Linked DNA regions of Capsicum annuum: region 2 is linked to region 1. The links are chromatin contacts, called in public Hi-C maps. All regions are on one chromosome and are shown on one strand. The core of a region is the stretch at or near the end of the contact, and the rest is flanking DNA. Distances in the headings are between cores, read along the strand shown. Region 1 holds the start of LOC107838817 (glycolate oxidase 1). Region 2 holds the start of LOC107838816 (protease Do-like 5, chloroplastic).

Region 1 (2,700 bases), core at 115-2,614:
ATTTTTAAAAAAAGAGTTATTTAGTATTGATTTGGATTTTTCTGTTAAAAGAAGAGTACAAATGAAAAGTTTCTTAACAACAAGGGTAAATTTGATCCTAAAGTATGACATTGAAGGCAAAATTGACCCCAAAATATGAACAAATATATTTAGTCAATTTTTCAATGTAGAAAGGTAAATTTGATCCTAACATATGATGGTGAAAATAAATTTAACCTCAAAATATAATTAAAATATATACTTAATTAATTTTTTAAAATAGATGGATACATTTCACCCTTTTCCTTTCAATTAATGAGTGAGACAAGCAAAGCAAACTAATGCAGAGATATATATAAAAACAGTTGAAGAATAAATCCGTGCGAATGTCTGTCAGCAGCATGACTGTAACTAACGCATGTGAATAAATTAAGTGAACATGAATATAAAGTAAGAGAAATCAGATACCATTTTGGATCTCGAGAAAATACATCAGATATAAGTAGTAGTACATATTTAATGGGAAATTTTCATATAATAGCCACTCTTTAAGCAAAGGACGTTCTTAGTCCAATTTTAAAAATTATCATCTATTGTTAATGTATTAACTATAGTATATTTGATATAAAATATAAATATCGTAAAATTTGATTGATTGTATTCAATTAAATGACTGTAAAATTCAGCCAACGTATCAACTTTATACAACTGTATTTATAAGTGGTACATTTGTAATTTTATCATTTGATAAAAATATTAGTGTATTATATACAAATGAAAATATATCATTTAATGCAAATGTATCATTTGTATCTGAATGTTTCAATTTACATTAAACATACAAAAGAAAAGGACAGGCCATACAATTTATACATATAATACCACTAATATTATAGGCACATTCAGTATGCATACACAGTGGCGAAGTCAGATTTTCATTGAGGGAATTCAGAAGTAAATATACGAATTAGTTGAAGGGGGTTCAATATCTATTATATATACATAAAAATATTTTTAATCATATAAATATAGTATAATTTTCCGACGAAGGAGATTCGGATGACCCACTAATACATTTAGATCCAATAATGAATATATACATATACATACATACAAATAGAATGTGAATACAATGTAGCAAATACATAGCCAATGTGAAATGTGAAATTCAACAACAAAATTAGTTCAATTGAAACCATACATAGCCAAAATTCTAAGGCAGAAACACATGGCTACACTTATATGAAACAACTAGTATGAAATTGAGCTACAAATTAGGAGCCTTATGTTTTTTTAAGATATATAGTTATTCTTTCAAAATAAGGTGATTTTAAAATTTTGATCAAATAAACTATATATTTATTGTGAACCGCTTTATTTGGGCGAATATAGTTTTAACAAAACATTTATTACGTTTCATCTGAACACGTGGGAATTTAACTAGCCCAAAATAAATAATTCCTCTGTTTTAAAAAGAATAATCTATTTGCAGTCATTTTTTTTTTAAAACGAGGGAGTATAGGCGAAAGCAAATATATTTGTCCACGTAATCAAATAATTTCGGGTTGAGTATTTTTTTGTTGGAGTTTTCCAATTCTGAGTTACTTTGGAAAAGCCACACCGTTTACGAATTCCATGCAAGTGCAACCCCTTTTTGCCTAAGCCTGAAGTCATCAGACAGCTATCACGGTCCATTCTTGTTTTGTTTCTTTGCTAAGATTCAGTGTTCTGTTGAATTTTTGTTTTTTCTTTTTAATATTAATCAGTATCTGATGTGATTGATAAGTGATGTTTCATTAATTCCTTCTTGGATTTGGAAAACAGAGAAAGTCTTTTAGTCTGATTCTGTTTGTTGGATTGGAGTTTAGGTTTTGACCTCTGGTGATCTGGATTAAAACGGTGACTTTTTTAGATTTCTATAGATCAACAATCCATTATACCATTCCTCTGTTTTTTCAAGTGTCATTTGATCATCCTTATTGGAAAACAAGATATTGATTTCTTATAAACTATCTGTAGAATTATGTGTTAGAATATGTGTATGCTACATTATACACCGATGGTTTGTTGCAGATGGAAACCTTGATCAGCTTATAAGTTAATAGTATATACTATAATCTAATATCTGTAGAATTTTGGAATGTCCATGATAGTATAATAGTTAAATAGAGAAAATGATATGTCATTTGCTTTTTAGATGATCATATCATGTTGTACTTGGAGGGAGCCTTGGAGTAACTGTAAAGTTGCTGCCATATGACCTAGAGCTCATTGGCTCAAGCCGTGGAAACAGTCTCTTGCAGAAATATAAATGTGAAGTAAATCCAGCCTCCTGATGTAAATGTAAATGTAAACAGCTCCTGTGTGTACAATAGACCCTTGTAGTCGGTCCTTTCCCAGACTCCACGCATAGCCGGAGCTGTAGTGCGGTTGCCATTTTTATATCATCTTGTACTTCTTGTACTATAATCTCTTCCAAATTTTTATCAATATCATTGGTTGGATATGAGATTAATGAGCATTGCGATCAATTACGAGATTACATGAGGAATTGTAGGCCCGTTGTATTTTTTCTTTGCTAGCAGTATCAGCCAAGTTATGATTCTGCTGCGTTAGGAAGTGAGCCTAAACTAGTCTTTGCACTGAACTGGGGAGCCATTTTAGTGTTAGTGCTTTTATGTTTATGCACACACATTTTCCTAATTGTTTGAATGTTTTCAT
Region 2 (2,700 bases), core at 170-2,669, 130 kb before region 1:
TTCTGTGCTTTACTATGTGTTTGTGTGATATCTTGTGCCTTGAGCCGGGGGTCTTCCGGAAACAGCCTTTCTACTTCATCAGAGGTAGAGGTATGGACTGCGTACATCTTACCCCCCAGACCCCACTAAGTGGGAATACACTGGGTTTGTTGTTGTTGTTGTTGTTGGTATTGTTCATTGTTTCCGGCTTCAAGGTCGTCGAAAATTTTGAAATTAGTATCGTTCGTTGTTTCCGGATTTAAGATCGTCGGAAATTTAATAATGACATTGTTCATTGTTTCCCACTTCAAGGTTGTAGAAAATTTCAAATTCGATGTTGTTTATTATTTCCGACTTCAAAATCATTGGAAATTTCAAATTCGATATTATCCATTATTTTCCACTTCAAGTTCATTGAAAAATTGTTCAAGTTTGAAAAGGAAAAGAGATGAAAAGTAATGGTGAAAAAATGATAAAAAGTGATAAAAATGGGGAATAAAGTAAATAAAAATTAATTTTAAATAAAAAATATGTGTAAAAATGTTGTAGGTGCGTGCATCATATCAAATTCCAAATGACTGGTTGTCAGTTTTTGGGTAATAATTTCACTTTAAAATAGTTCAGGGGTCATAGACCCCGCAAAGTATAAGTGTATAGTTGAGATTTAGGATAAAGGTTGGGGGAACTTTTGGCCCTTTTCTTTTCAATTTATGTGGCATCATAGAATTTTCAAAAGTTAAACAATTTAGTTTTGACCGTGAGTTTAGGCATGGATTCTTTATCTTTTTGAGATAAAATTTATATATTTATAAACTACATAAAATTATATAAGACACAATAATTGATAATCTAAAATATTTAAAAGACATGAAAAAGCTACGTGGAGAAAAGACTTATTTGAATCTCTAAATGGAAAGGTGACACAAAAATTAGGATGGAGAAAGTACAGGTACACATCGGAATGAGAAGGACAATAATTGGGTTTTCTTGTTGTATTTAATTTTAGCCATTTTGGGTGAGGCATTTACCTGAAAGAGTTGAACAAGTGTATCTTCTTCTTGTTGAGGCTGATCGATTACGAAAGCAGTAGCAGGAGAGTGATGAGATGTATATATTAAAGAGGAAAGCAGAGAAGCAAATATCAAAGATTTACGCCTTGTCAAATATTGAGGGGAAGAAGAAAGAGCTGGAAGAGGAGAATGGGACATTTGTGTTGGAAGTGAAAGGAGGATACGCTGCGGAGAAACAGATCCCAACACCACCATCGCTGCGACTGCCGCCTCCTCAACAAATTACTTGCACACATGACACTAGTGACTTCAAATGAGATAAACCTACGTGGCAATTTTTCTTTTCTTTCTTCTTTGTTGTCTTTAAATTTAGAGATTTCTACCCAACCACGCACTAAGGGTTAATTTGGTACGATGCAACTTTTTTTTAAAAAAATAATGTTCTCCTGTGTATTAATTTTGAGTATTATTAATGTCTTCTTTAATATATTTTATCAACTTATATAGAATCAAATATATTTTATATTATGTTATGTATAATTAACGAATGACACCTTATGACATGGAGCAACTTCAGCTTATCGAAGACATGATCTTAGATAGAAAGTTGTGGAGGAGGCGGATTAGGGTAGAAGGTTAGTACAAGTTTAGGTTGTTGTTTCTTTTGTTGTATTACTTGGTGTCTCTTGATTATGGTATTAGCGGATATTGTTGATTTCGATTGTATCTTGTTCTCTTACTATTCTTTGTACAGATTATTTTATTGTGAGCCGGGGGTCTGTCGGAAACAATCTTTTTATCTTACATCTGAGATAGTGATACGGACTGCGTACATTTATCCTCTCTATACTCCACTTGGTGGAAATATACTGGTACGTTGTTATTGTTGTTATGAAATACATAAGCAGCCCCATGAATTTGTTGGGTTTTTTTTTGTGTTGGCACCCTAATTAGTCCATGTTCCTATTGAACATCTGAACCTCTCATAAAGCGTGTCACTCAAATACAATCGTTTGACCTGACACATCTTTTGAGCTTCCGTTTGTTATGAGTTATGTGCGTGAAATCAAACTCGTCCCACGTGAAAATTTCGACCAATCAAAACACCGCATCTATTTTTATTTTACACTATCTTTTAAAAAGAAAATCCAAAATTACAACAACTTTTTGTTCATTTTCTAACCCATCCTCCTAAAAACGTTATTGACAAAGAAAATCCTAGAGCATAATTGCATTAGTTCTTGCAATAAACGATATATTTATGTTACTAACAAAGAAAATCCTACAACTTTGTTAACTTTATTTCTAAAGAGTAGAATTATCACTCAAAATTGGAATTGATCTTTAAAAAGAAACTTGAGTCTTAAGTTGACCTTGGCGAAATATCCATAATTGCAGCTTTATTAGAATTCTGATTATTGAACATGTATATGGCAGGCTCAATTCCAAGATCAACAACACTGTTTGGATCTTCAAATTTGTTAGCGAATTTGGTGAATTTGGTGTTCAAATGGAAAGACTGATCAATAATATCTTGTATGGCCCCTCACTTCATCCATTTTCATAAGCAATAAAGAGATGATACTTAATGGATCTTTTCTGTTCTTGAATTTAGAGTCAAAAGTTTCGTAGATGGGGAATAAATATATATTTTTAACTAACATCAATATAGGTCTATTGATACAAGCCGAATTGACTCCACTTTTTTGGG

What was found. Hi-C and Micro-C count contacts between places; a contact is called where the count stands out from the background.
Region 2: a Hi-C map of placenta shows a contact between it and region 1, with 3 times the contacts expected there. The contact joins the promoter of LOC107838816 here to the promoter of LOC107838817 in region 1. A contact is called at or near these places in 2 of 5 Hi-C or Micro-C datasets (pericarp and placenta).

The regions. Positions count from the first base shown.
Region 1 is chr8:125,347,540-125,350,239 of UCD10Xv1.1, reverse strand. It overlaps LOC107838817 (glycolate oxidase 1), which reads left to right and starts at 1,364. Exons shown (of 12, transcript XM_016682033.2): 1 at 1,364-1,668.
Region 2 is chr8:125,479,639-125,482,338 of UCD10Xv1.1, reverse strand. It overlaps LOC107838816 (protease Do-like 5, chloroplastic), which reads right to left and starts at 1,419. Exons shown (of 9, transcript XM_016682028.2): 1 at 1,008-1,419. The coding sequence starts at 1,244. LOC124886750 (a long non-coding RNA gene) reads left to right here and starts at 1,404. Exons shown (of 2, transcript XR_007044148.1): 1 at 1,404-1,861; 2 at 2,427-2,700.